2 separate regions of the Mus musculus genome follow, and region 2 is linked to region 1. The links are chromatin contacts, called in public Hi-C maps. All regions are on one chromosome and are shown on one strand. The core of a region is the stretch at or near the end of the contact, and the rest is flanking DNA. Distances in the headings are between cores, read along the strand shown. Region 1 has its middle 41 kb from the start of Pdzrn3. Region 2 overlaps Gm34335 (a long non-coding RNA gene).

Region 1 (7,194 bases), core at 1,845-4,344:
TGAAAAAGTTGTGGGAAAAGTCATACCTCCAGGGTAGCGCAGTCTCAGAAATACAGGAGGACTTATAGTTATAATTTTAAACTCCCCAGCAGTCATCTTCAAAGACACAATGAAAAGCAGGTAACATTCATCTTCTAGACATAGCTAGCTCCACTATATATAGCAATACTATCACCAAATGCTTATGTAATCAATAGAAAACACTACCAACTGCATATTTAATATATTTTCTACAATGAAACCTTGAACAATGATATTTGCACTTAAAAGCACATTTCAATTTGAATACTATATTTTATTCAAAACCTTTACAAAATTTTAACAGCATATTCTGTGTGAGTACCCTACTACTGAGCTATATTCTTGGCTATGGAAATTCTTGACCTGAATTTAGAGGAAATTAAATACAATTTAATAGTAAGTGGATTCACATGTTTCAATGTACCTGAATGCTTTACAAAATACTTCACATAATATAAACAAAATATATCCTTTAAACAACATATAATCCTCTAATATGAATGTATTCAAGTAGAATTGGCTAATATTTTAAACAGAATTTATCTGATTTTTTTTATCAAAATTAATCTAATGTCATCTCTGTATTTGCCCAAATTAAATGAATTCATCATTTGGGATCAATTTATGGCTATGAACATCACATTTTAAAATATATACCACAAATGAGAGACTACTGTAGCTGGGTGGTGGTGGCAGCACATGCCTTTAATCCCAGCACTTGAGAAGCAGAGGCAGGTGGATTTCTGAGTTCAAGGCCAGCCTGGTCTACAGAGTGAGTTCCAGGACAGCCAGGGCTACACAGAGAAACCCCTGTCTCAAAAAAAAAAAAAAAAAAAAAAAAAAAAAAAGGAGAGAAAAAAAAGAAAAGAAAGAAAAAAGAAAAGAAAAGAAGAAAAGAAAGACAACTGAAGAAGGAAAGAAAGACAACTGTAGATTTTGTCAATATCAATAAAGAATTCCTTAATATTTTTCTTAGTGTTTCCCTTGGTAATTTATCTGAGGCTAACAATTATTGTGCCTAAGTTTTGCAGAGTGATTAGTGTCAGAATATGTGTGACATTATCTTTATCAGTTGTTTTATAAAGTTATATCTCATCATTAATTATCAGACCTGTCTAGTTAAATGTTTTTTCAACTTCTAAGTGAAGTTCATTCATATAGAGTCTGATATGAATGTGTTCAATACATTATCCTGTGACATGTTTGATTTTGATTATTTAAATTTCTAAAACATTTTTTGTTGTTGTTACAAGAAAATCTTGAATTGGTGTAGGATTTTTATGAAGCTCTGAGGACTCAACTGAGTTGGTAAAATACTTAAGACCACTAAAATTACTATTGTCTTCACTTAGCATCCATATTTTCATAAACGAACAAGGGCCCCTAGAATTTCTACCTATATTTGACTATTTTAAAATACTTGTAATGATGGCACTTTCATGGAGTCTGCTTTAGACAACTGAGCTCAGGGCTGGGAGTTGGCTCAGTGGGTAAAGAGTATGCTGCATCAGTATGCAGTGGAGATGGAGCTACATCAGTACGCAATGGAGACGGGATCCCCAGAGCTCACATTGTGGGCATGGTAGACAGCTGTTATCTTAGAACAGGAGGCAGAGTCAGGGAATCCTCAGCATAAACTAGCCAGCCAGACTGGCCGAAGGACAAGCCTTGAGTTTAGCAAAAGACTTTGCCTTGCTATATACAAGGAGGAGAGCAGTTGAAGAATATACTTAACATCAATCTTGGACTGTCACACGTACACAAGATACACATGCACATGAACTCCTGACATGTACCCACATATATGGAAACATGCATGTTTGCAAGCACAGCACACATACATAGCTTTGCCAAAAAGAGAAAAACTGGATGTATTTTAAATATAAGTTGTACAATGGAACAAATCAATACAGGTCTCAGTCGTTTCTTGCTTCGAAATGACATTAACTGGGAATGGTGAGACGCTCAGTGGGTAAAGGAACTTGTCATCAAGCCAGATGATCTGAGTTCAGCCTCTCACGGCAGAGAGAATTGACTCCTGAAAGCTATCCTTTAACGACTATAAGCTCTCATGGCTCACGTGCATGTGCGTGTGCGTGTGTGTCTGTGTGCACCTACACACAAAGATGCATTCGCGTGTACACACAATGCAATTAAAACATTTAAAATTGCATTAACTTTGGACATTGAACTAATTATCTGGATATCTTGCATCATGAGAGTTTTTTTTTTCATATCTAGCCAAAAATCTTTCTTAGCAGTTATAAAAGCTGAAAAATACCTAATAAGTTGAAAGTTTTTGTTTAGTTTGACATTTTTAAAATTAGAATTCCATTAAGACACAATGTACACAGAGCACTAATCATACAGTATATCTTACACAAATTATTTAAAGCTAAAAGATTTATAACTTTTCACATTTTGAGTCATCTCTTCTTTGATACAGTAGAAAAGCATCCATTTGCTGAATCCCTTTCATTTTTTTTAACGATGATTTTTCCTAATTATTTTTCTAGTACCACTTTATAATGACTTCATCTTATTTCTTTTCCATATCTACAACTACAAAACAGCTTTGTTTTTAAATGCATGTACCTCAACTGTTTATGATAAAACAAAATTTTAAGGCCTGATCTTATTAAAACAATTTAACACCTTTTTACTGGCCATTTAATTTGGATTTTGGGTGACTAATTTCACTGGTTTCTTTTCTTTCTTATTCTTCTGTTTGTTTATTTATTTATTTTACATTGGAGAAGCAGTTTATTACCAATAGAATTGAGCAATGTTTTACAAGGGTCTCTATGGGTGACATGGACTTAAAAGTAGCAGACTCAGTCACCGACTTTGAACAACAGCAAAAGGGATTCCAAGAGTTCAGTTTGATAAAAGTTTAGAAACTAAATTCAAGTTTTGCAGCGAGTGTCTCTAGTTTAACCAGGCATGTTTATTGTGGGCACTGAGTGGGAGAGAAACAAATATATCACATATCTATTTTAGAAAACCACCCATCTGGGATTGAGAAGTCTGCTTACTAAATAGGACTTTGGGTAAATTACATTTTGTGCATCTAACACTACGTAATGTAACTGCTAAACAAAGGAACTAAAGGAGCTCCTGATGCGGCCCTCTCCGTCTCCCCTGCCTCATCTCCATCTTTCTTTGTTGTACATTAAATGGCCTTTTCTGCTTCCCAAAATGTTCTGTGATTTTACCAGATGGCTTTTGTTTGCTGTGGATACCCCTTCAAATTTGGGCCATCTTTACAGCACCCTTGGTACTATCTACCACTTGTAATTGCCTCACACTCCCTATGAATTCATAGAAATCCAGGTAAAAATACCTATGAGTAATGCCACAGGTCCCTCTGTCCTTTCAGATTCGGTTCAGCACAGATGCCCATTCCTGAGCCAACTAGCTGTGGAGGTGAAGTTACATGTCCCAAAACACAACCATGAGTGCAGTAGTGAGTCCACATAGGGTAACTCCCATCTGGGTGAAATCAGATTGCATCCAAACAGAGGGGAGTGGCAAACAAAATCGCAATGGCTGTGATTCTCCTATTCTCATACATAATCAGAATCATGTCCAAGACACAAGTATTTGCTGAAAAAGCCAAGGGACTTTACAGAGTGTAGTGCTACTTGGGAATGGAACTCAGGGACCCTATGATGGAGCTACACCCACAGCCCTCTGTAAAGGGTGATTTTTGTCTCAATATAAAAGAAACAGTAAACAAAAAGATTTCTATATTACCAGAACCCTCAAGCTAATATTATTTTAATTTATCCTCTCCCTTCTGCTGTTTCCACAGATAAGCATGATCGAGCAGGCCACATTTCTTTCCTGTCCCTTTCTGCACAAATCCTTCCTTTTCAAGCACAGCTTCTTGCGTGACTTCCTGTAGGCAATCCTTCCTTTGCTGATTCAGTCCATGTGTGTGTAATGGACTCTATAGCTGGTCCTCTGAATTTGTCTATTATGTATCTGCAGAGGTAACCAACTGTCTTAGTTAGGTTTCCGTTGCTGTGATGAAACACCACGACCAAAAGCAACTTGGAGAAGAAAGAGTCTATTTTATTTATATTTCCATACCACTGTTCGTCATCAAAGGCAACCAGAGTAGGAACTAAAACAGGGCAAGAAGCTGGAGGCATGACCTGATTGTAGAGGCTATGGAGGGGTGCTGGTTACTGGCTTGCTCCTCATGGCATGCTCAGTGTGCTTTTTTATAGAAGCCAACACCTTCAGCCTAGAGTTGGTACCACCCACAATGGGAACTTCTGTTTTAATGGCTAAAATAAATATTTCATTAAAAAATTTCATCTGTATGGAACATGCATAAGACCTTTTCTTTTAATTATTCTATATATTACATAGCATGGTCATCTTCATAACACATTCTATCAGATATTTTGAGCAATGAAGAGATGCTATAAAGTAATGGGTATGTGCAAAAATCAGAGGCAAATTTCTACTATTTTATAAGAGACTTGAGTATCTGGAAATTTTGGTAATCTAGGAGTGGCAGAACCAACCAAGAGATGTCCACATTTTATTTAAATGTAATGTTTGAGTCCAACTTTCTACTCCCTCGGAACTGAGTTATGACTTAAGAAAACTTTCACTAATTAGTAAACACCAAACACAGTCTACACTAGAAGCATTGAAAAAATAAAAACACAAAGTATGTATCTTGACCTCAAAGCAAGTTCAGTTTTGAAGTACTTTTATGAATTTGACACCAGTAATCTCTCATACATGTCCTAAGAGAGGTGTAGATTTTCTATTTAAAAAAAATGTGAAGTATCTAAAGATGGCTTAGTCAGAAATGTGCTTGCTATGCAAGCATGATTATCTGAATTCAATCCCAATGCACAGATAAAAACTTGGGTGTGGCAGGTTATCCCAGAGTCGGGAGGCAGAGATAGGAAGATTACTAGGACTTGCTGCCCAGCTAGTCTAGCCAAATTGGTAAGCTTCAAGTTCAGTAAGAGACCCTGTCTCAAAACGACAGTGACGTGCAATCGAACTAGAGACCCCTGCCATTGATTTCTGATCTCCATATGTAAAGTGCACACAGGTGCACCATCCTGCATGTGTGTGCAGCCACACGAATGCAGCTATGCAAATGATTCAAAACAAGTATTCAAAACAAGCCATGCTGTTCAGTGTACATTTAGCACCTGCTTCTCTTCTGCATGATGAGGAGAACCTGTTTGTAGCCAAGGCCAATTTCCACAATGAAAATCCCTATTAGGTCCAACTTCAAGCTTCTAATCTGGGATCACTGAACACACCAGAGTTGAGGAGACACTGCTGTGGCCTGTTATATACATCTCAGCCATATAGCTTGGTTTCCTCTTAATAATTCCAGGAACCCAGGAATAAACTGCAGCAAAATAAATCAGAATCACCTTAACATCTTTGGTCTTACTGCCATTCATAAAAGTCTAAACTTATGCACTTTGATTTTTAATAATGCTATATTTAATAACAGGTTTAGAAAAACCTCGAAGATTGACAGTGCTATTTTGAAGCTGATACATGCCGCATCCAAACACGGCTGGATCAGGGACCTTGGGAGTCCAGATTTGAGACTGACAATGGGATAGGTCAGAAGGATGTCACTGGGTCCCTTAGTTCGTCTTAAATGCTTATGCAGGATTTAGCTTCTTGACACTGGGGAGGAAGGGAGAGGAATCTTCTTTAGAGTAAAAAATCAGGCCAAGGCATGAGAGGATAAAGAACTTGGGCATGAATGGAAGGAGTCAGTGAATGGTTCCTTTATTGGAAATCAATCACCAAACTCAGCTCTGATTCATCTCCAACCTACCCATTCTGAATCAGCGACTGCAATCACAGCAGTCACGATGACATCTCATTCTGATTGCTTTGTCTGTTTCAGCTATAGCTGTAGCTAGGGAACCTTCCATTACCCCAAGCCTAAGACTCGCAGTCTCCTCTGTTAACCCATCCACAAGCAGTCATTGCCTTCTCTGGGTCAGGCCATGTCCCACTTGGAATTTCCAAGGAAATCTTCCATTCATTGTCGCTGTTCCCACACCCCTCATTTACACCCAGCTTGGGAAATCTTCAGTGTAGACTCCAGAAATATTTTCCATATCCGTGACTTACAAATATGAAAAAAAAAACAGAGATGATCCAACCCTTCAAGAAAGATGGAGGAGAATCTATGTATTGGAAGAAGTACGAAAGACTTCTCTGTGTTCATGTGCAATTAAATTGCATGTAGCTGCCCCAGCTACACCTTTGAATGTAAGGTCCTGTTTTGGAGAAACAGACCCATCAATTCTCATCAAGACAAATGACAAGATTTTCAGCCTAGGACTCATTGCACATAAAAATGCTGTTTACTTATATTAAAAAAATCAACGCAGTATAGAACCTAATAATTCTAAGTCAATCTCCCTGTGCATGCGTTCCAAGCGGTTGTGGAATTGTGGGAAGATAAAGGAACCATTTCTTTTCACCAGTTTGTCACACAGCACATAATCTTCTTCCTCACAATTTCCAGTTAGAAGTTATGGGGAGCATGTCCCTACATTGTCACTACAATTCCAAGCAAAAGGAGAACTGGGAAAAGGATGAAAACCAAGCTGAGATGAAAGCTATACCAAATTCTGTAGGACTAGTAACTAGGACTAGTAACTAGTTCTTGTTTGAGGATCCACTCCTCTTGGTGTGATTCACTTACTCCCAGCTAGGGAGAAGCATTGGTCTGTGGCTACCAGTGGAAAGCTGTCTCTAAGGATAGGTGAAATGTAAAATTGGCAGGGAAGTGAGCACGCTGATGGGTGGCTTAACTCTTTACAAGTTGCCTATCCTGTTCCTCACAGGAGCCCCCTACTAATTGAGACGCTCTACAGCAAAGGGAGCTCCAGGGAAGCAACAGAACTTGTTAATTACAATAATAAAATGTATGTGTTTGCATGCCTGCATGGGTGGGATTAGGCAAATGATGCCTTATTTTCTTTCCATTTTGTAGTTTGGCTTGTTCCTACAAAAACCCCAAAAGGCAAATATCGCTTTCCTTCTCCAATAAGACATGCTGAATTACATCAATGGTATTTTATGCTAAAGATAAGGCCTTTTTGAAAATGTTAAAGATAACATGAGGTGCATGGCTTTGGAGCAATCAAACCCGCCCCT
Region 2 (7,194 bases), core at 3,198-5,697, 120 kb after region 1:
CCTTGCTGACATGAGCAAGCAGTTGCCAGTGCTCGCACTGTTACAGAGCACTCCACTGCCATGCCCTCACCACCATTATGGTGTGCATCCTCTCAGACATGAGCCAATATAACCATCCTTTTCTTAGTTCATTTCTCATCACACACTCAGTCACAAACAACTTGAAAAATAAGGAATACTATCCAAAACAGCCCAAGAACTTGTTTGATTTAATTGTGAAAGAAAAAGACAGACCTGGCCTGGTTGGTGGTGACACACACCTTTAATCCCAGCACTGGTAAAGCAGGGGCAGGAGAATCTCTGAATTCAAGGCCAGCCTGGTCTGCAGAGCTAGTTCCAGGACAGCCAGGGCTACACAGGGAAACCCTGTCTCAAAAACCAAACTAAAAAACCAAACCAAAACAATATAACAGAGCCAAACAAAGAATCAGACAGAAACTCAAACTAATTTAAAATACGCAAAGGATTTGAGCAGACCTTTCTCCAACAAGGTTACAGAAAATGCTACCAGTTCTGTGAAGAGACACTCACAACTCTCCAGGGTGATACTGTTTTAAATCTGTTAGGATGGTTTTAAAACAAACAACAGGCAAAACAAAAGATAATAAGGATTGGTAAGGATGTGGAGAAATGTGTGGTAGAGTGTAATATTAATCTCCTACCATGGAAAAGCATATAGAACAATGTTATGGTTATTTAATCTAACAACACTTCTCCTGAGGATTTTCCCAAATAATACAAAATAAGATATCAAAAGTCAAATCATTATTCTTATTGATCATCAATGTATCCTTCACAAAAGCCATGGTAATGAAGAAATCAACTGAATGCCCACCCAAAGGAGAATTGATAAATAAGATGTGTAATATGACATAATAGAATATTATTCTGTTCTTAACGAGAAGAAACATTTCCCACATGGACTAATATCAATGAAGTGTTGGATACTATGCTACATTTAAAAAGTTGGTTAGCACCCATTTGTGTGAGACATCTGGAATAGTCAAACACAAAGAAACAGAGAGCAGAATTGGTGGTTGTGGATGCTGAGGGAGAGGAGTTTTTATTCAATGGGTATAATATTCAGTTACAAATGATGACTGAGTTCTAGAGACCAAGCCAATTATTAATAGTGTATAGTATATTTAAATATTCCATAAAGAGCTGAGCTCAGGTGTCTTCACCAATTTTCTTTTCTTAATGAAGATGGGATAGACAATAGGAACTTGAAAATGATTTCATCTGTGAGACTAGTCATTTTTCCCAGCTCTGCAATATACTAGTCAGTTTGTGTTAGACCTGCAGTAACAAACACCACGGCCCTCATTAACCAGACCTTTCCTTTGTATGTCAAGTCTTTCGCTAGGTACACAAAGGCTACAGCTCATGCAATCTCAAATTGATCCTCATAGACACTGGGAAATATTATGGGATTTCCCAGTTTTACTAATGAGGAAATGGAGCTTAAAATTTGTCAGGCAACATGACCAAGGTGCCAAGCTAAGTCACAGCAGCACGTGGCAGGATGCCCAGCTACACCCTCCTTTTCTTTTAGCCATTATTAAAGAAAATTTGCCCTGTGCCCTAGAGGCCAACTCCCTTCCCCCAAGTTTCTAATCAAGATGACAAAGAAAGATGGAGTCCCAAGCAGGTGAGCATTTGGCCTGACTGGGGCTCTCCTCTATCAAATTGTATGAGGTGTTGTCACATGAATAATAATTGGCCATCTGGGAGGAAAAGGAGGCTCTGAACCCTAGGTTGTTGGAGCCTGCTATGTGCTCCTTTGGTCTCTCTTGGTAACTCTTTACCAGGAAGTAACTTGCATCTTTGGTGCATTTTTTATTTCAGAACGATTACTGCTAAAATGATCTGAGTTAGGAATGTGAGAGGATTCTGGCCCCTTGAGCATTTGTATGGAAATAAAAAGCAAAGCTGATTCTCTCTACTCCAGTTTAAATAAAACCACAAGATGAGCTCAGCCTGCACCCTCCCCCACTATCCCTACCTCCGCTCTTATGAAAGACCAGCAATTCTTGGAACACGGGATTACAACAGCGCTTCTTGCCTGACGTTCTCATCCTTACCAAAAAAAAAATCTTTATAGTCCTCACTATGTGCTGTGTTTGGCCTCTAACTCTTTTTAAAGGTCTTGAGACCCCAAACATATTCCCTCTAAGCCTGTTCTATTGAAACCTTTGGAAGTGTGTACACTTCTCAGAAATGTAATTGGGATAATTGGGATGCTCTGCCCACCAGGGTTTTGTTTTGCAAGAGTCAATTGATGTCATGTAAGTCGTTCACTTTTCTCCCTTTTCTTCCCAAGTCTTTTTAATCTTAGAACCAGGAAGTCCCATTTTGCCAGCAGACGATGAACTGTAACCACAGAAAGTTGGAGGCGGGTTCAAAGCCGGCTTGAATATGCTTTAACTTTGGCAGAAAGCATTTGCTGCCCCCTCATTTGGGAGGAACGCCTCAGTAGGGAGTGGGATAGATAAGGGTGTGACAGGGCCAGCTATGTTATTGGTGACACGGCCAGTGGGCTGTCTCCTGTTAGTCCTGTGTGGTATGTGTCAGGGAAAGCAGTCTTGTTCTGGGAGGTTCTGAGCAAGACCGAAGAAAACTAGGTTTCATTTTCCACTCAGACACTGTTGTGGAAAGAGTGAGTCGCTCTGCTCCTTGTTTCTGTGCCCAGAATAAAGGGGCCACTATTAATTCCTTCATTCTGTTTGAATAAGAAGAGCTAACACATTCAGTGCTCAAAACAGTGACATAGTGATGCTGCCTCACAGTCCCCTGTTCTTTTCCTGACAAACTCTCTTGCCACTCAGTTTTTATCTTTCCATAATACAGAGAAGCTCACAGGCATTGACCGTCTTGTGGCCTTTCGTCTTTCTCAATCATGTCGATGATGCATCTTTCCACAGACTTTACCTTTGCTTCAGGATACTGGGGAACTTCAAAACTTCCTTAATTGAAGATATATATATATATATATATATATATATATATATATACATACATATATATACATACACACACATATATATATATATATATACACACACATATATTCATCTATCTATATGTATATTATTTTCTTCAATGCTGTTGCAAAGAGTTTGTCACTCTTCTTATGTTACCTATGTTTTGTTTTGTTTTCATGTGTGTGGAATGTGCTTATAGGGTATATATATGCATTTTGGCATGTATGTAGGAGCATGTCTGTGGGTGAGCCCTAGGTTTGACACTGAGTATTGTCTTTAATCAGTCCTCCCTTTATTAATCAAGACAGGGTCTCTTAACGAGCCTTTATCTATCAATTCCGGTTAGTTTGGCTAGCCACCTTGTCCCAGGGATCTTCTGTCTTTGGCTTCCAAGTCTGGGATTAAAGACAGTTGCTGTACTGCTCGCCTTTTACATAGGTTCTGGGGATCTGAACTCAGATCCTCACACTTGTATAAGCAAGCACTTTATCCAATGAGACATCTCCCTAGCCTACCCGCTCGCTCCCCTGCATATATCAGTCTAACAGTACATTCTAAACTAATCACTGACTCCCATGAATTGGATGGTCCTTCTGATCAACCTTGTTCAATAGAACTCAGTCATGGTAGAAGTTCCTACATCTGTGTTTCTAATACGGCTACCACTAGAGACATTTGGTTGTGATTGAACACTTGAAGTGTGGCCATTGTACCCAAGGAATGGATTTTTTTAAATTTTACTTTAATGCTAATTGTCAACTCCCAAAGCTTAGAAGGCTTGTGATTCCTATACTGAGGAGCACAGCCTGAGACTGGACCCTCCTTGAGGCATTACCACCTATGATTAGCAGTGCCTAGCATGTATTTGCTGCCCCCTCATTTGAGACTCAGTTAATATTGACTTCATTCACTGCTGGATTTATGTCTGATAATAATGCTACCAGAAAGACAGTAGTAACTTCAGCCATTTCATCTTTATATAAAAAACAGGTAGAAAGCAAAATGAAATCATCTGACAGTGTAACATGGTTATGTGGTGTTGTGTTTAGGGACCAGGATGTGGGATGTTTCAGATAAATCCTCGGTCCTGTTATTTTACTGCAGGACTTCAGTATATGTGAGTGAATTCTTATGTAAGTAGTTGCGCATGCAAGTTACTGGGGGGAGGGGCAGCATTTTATAGTCAGCTAATTGTCTCCATACAATTAGACATGCAAAGGCTTGCTCATATAAAAGCCAACAGAAAGGAAATAGGAGGGCGTGGGGGAGTTGGCACACCGCTTACAGATCATTAGTATTGTGCACATATTTAAAGGCTATATTGGCTAAATGGATCTCTTTTAAAAGAGAAAGAGTGTATCATAAAAGAAAGATTACAATAGCCAACAAATTGGGCAGCTGCTCTGCTATGTGAGATTGTTAACTTTCAGATGCTGATGGCCTCAAAGTTCAGAATCACACGGCGAAGGAGATGCTGCCACCTCCTGGTATTTATCTGCAGTGAACCAGGATTTCTGATGCTGTGGCTCATTGTTCTAATTCGCATGATTTAAAGTTGCATATTAAGAGTAATTCTAAAATTACTCTACTTTGGAGAGGAGAACATTACCACGCTTCAGAATTTCCATCTTTGTACCAATAAATATAGCCATCTGGGTGTTTTCAAATTCTCATTTAGCTAGATTCATTTAGCTGATTCATGACAAGTGTTCCCTAACAAAGGGCTGTCATTCTGTGTCAATGATGGAACTGTGCATCTTTGTGGACACTGATCAGGCTTTGTACAGTTGCTGACTTATTGAATCAAACCCATTTTTGAATCTTTCTTAACACTATACCTGAAGCCACAGGGCCGGGCCAAAGAGCTATTATAATTTTATAGAGCCCGATAATTTCATTTGAATGAAAAATCTTGGTAGACTAATCAGTGCTGTTTATCAGAATTCAGAAGCTGGGTTGACATCTTGAGTAATCAGAAATAGCCAAAGAGATGAGAGATTTTGAGCTTTCATAAGTAGGGCTCTCTATATAGAAGGTTGTAGATTTATATAGTGCTTTAAGATGAGAATCACATGGGGGTTTTGGGTATCTCCACATGATCAAGCTGCTGGATGAAAAGAAAGAGGTATCAATGTGGAGAAGTGAATGAGGAGAAGAAAGAAGCATTTGTTTTTGACGTGTATATAAATAAATTTCAATGAAAAAATGGGTGGTAGGCAACCCATGCCCAAATCATCAATGTCCATCACATGTTTTAATGCTCCTTGCATTAGTCGCCTTTTTCTTTGCTAAAACAAAATAACCTTTGAAAACAACTAAAGGAAGATTGGGTTGATCCTAGCTCATAATTTGAGGATGCAGTGCATCATGACAGGAAGTGAATTTGGGCAGGAGTGCCAGGTAGCTGGTTACACATTTCTGCGGCCACAAACCAGAATGTTGACTGCTGCAGCTTAATTTGCTTTCTCTTTTTTATTCAGTTCAGGACCCCAGCCCATAGGTCTTCAAGCATCTAGAACGCCGTATCTAGAAACTCCTTCACAAACAAACCCAGAGGTTTATCTCCTAGGTGGTTCTAGATCCTCTCAAGCTGTCAATCAATATCAACCATCACACTCCCCTCCCGGTAGGGTTCAGCTGCCTCTCTGGATCATCAATTGACCTCCCATCATCTACTCAGCCATTTGTTAAAAAGATGTCCCTTGTATGTAACCTCCTAGAGTTGCATTAAATTGATCCATGCTCACTAATTCATGGATTCAACTAATCATTTAAGTAACACTGCTGCACATATACTAACCACCTGATATACTATTAAGGACACCAAAGAGCATGTGATATAGCCCTTGGCATTAAAGAACACATTTTTTTCCCCTCTTGTGTGTTCTGAAACACAGGAGCTATGTCAAACACTTTACATCTCATTAGGTATTCATTTGGTCAACAATATTTACAAAATTTACTGCTGTGTGTCAGACATTGTGCTAAGTGTAAAGAAGAAACAATGTTGAGATAGGATTCCTCACCTCGTAGATGCTGCTGTGCCTTGGGAAAGGAAGGTAAAGAAACAATGGATCAAACCATGGTTTTCTGTACTTCCCCAGGGCATTTTGGATAGTCAGGGCTTGATTTTCTATACTGCAAAACCTCACAGATGTGACTAGGCATGTTGTTTTTCTGATAATGGATGTGGGTGTAGCAGTAACACATTTCTTACCCAAATCTCTCAAAATCAGGATTTTATGTATTTTTTTGTGATGTTTTCTCCAGACTTCCATGGTATGTTGTATCTTTCCATAGTCCTTTAATATTTTCTTTTCATTCAGTCCACATAACTTCCTATTTTATAACTGGGATGACACCTGGCATGACATAAAGAGGACAGAGATGTGGGATGGCTAACACATGACTGTCACCGCAAGTGTTGAGACAGTAGCCTGTGTATCTCTAAGAAGAATAGGTATTATCCAAGTTAAGAAATCAGAGGGAAGGGGACATGGCAAAGGATTATGGGTAGAAAGAACAATGTTTTTAGAAGCCCCAAGGAAAACTCCTGGAATAAGAAGTCTTAGGTCTATTTTTACACATGAACAAGCTGAGGTTAACCTGTACTTGTGCTTGATCTGAACTTGGAACAAAAGGAATAGGATGAATTTCCTGCTTCTGTACTTCTACAAAATACTAAATGTGGGATTCCCATATTTCATGTGTAGCTTACTCACTTACATTCCCTTGCAGGATCAGGGACACAGATGTAGCCTTCAGAGTTGGTGAGCATTTGAAGACTGCTTTTAGTTTCCAGTGGTCACAAACAACCTCATCTATGCTTATTCTAAAGATGAAGAGATTTGTTGGAAGGCCTAGCTTTTCATGATGTCAACTTCAAAAGATTTAGAATCACCATGGAAACAAATCTCTCAGTATGCCTGTGAGGGTGTTTCTAGGTTAGGTTGATAGAGGATGAAGGACCCACCCCATGGTAAGTAGTATCATCTCACTGGCTGATTTCCTGAACTCAAGAAAAAATTGAAAGTGTTTACATCTCTTTGAGCCCTGGCTTTCATCTCTCTCTGTTTTCTCACTGTAGATGCTGAGGTGACCAGGACCTCATGCTGTTGCTCCTGTGCCCCGTTGCTCTCTCTAATGGACTTTACCCTCAAACTGTGAGCAAAAGAAGACTCTTCAAGTAGCTTTTTCAGGTATTGTGTTA

The links. A called contact is a pair of places that touch in the nucleus more often than the background predicts.
Region 2: a Hi-C map of cortical neurons shows a contact between it and region 1, with 4 times the contacts expected there. The contact joins two enhancer-like sites. A contact is called at or near these places in 8 of 39 promoter capture datasets (cranial neural crest, embryonic stem cells, frontonasal cranial neural crest and 5 more), 8 of 484 Hi-C or Micro-C datasets (the C2C12 cell line, cerebral cortex, cortical neurons and 3 more) and 1 of 115 datasets of contacts at active chromatin or transcription factors (neural progenitor cells).

What each region holds. Positions count from the first base shown.
Region 1 is chr6:101,415,352-101,422,545 of GRCm38.p6, forward strand. No RefSeq gene overlaps it. Among named protein-coding and RNA genes, the nearest start is that of Pdzrn3, 41 kb to the left of the region's middle. Within about 2 kb of position 3,095, at least 3 of the 459 cell types and tissues checked have an H3K27ac peak or open chromatin away from gene starts, as enhancers often do. A contact at or near this core is called in cortical neurons, where this site is marked.
Region 2 is chr6:101,530,119-101,537,312 of GRCm38.p6, forward strand. It overlaps Gm34335 (a long non-coding RNA gene), which reads left to right. Exons shown (of 2, transcript XR_869335.2): 2 at 7,072-7,194. Among named protein-coding and RNA genes, the nearest start is that of Gm34335, 14 kb to the left of the region's middle. Within about 2 kb of position 4,448, at least 9 of the 459 cell types and tissues checked have an H3K27ac peak or open chromatin away from gene starts, as enhancers often do. A contact at or near this core is called in cortical neurons, where this site is marked.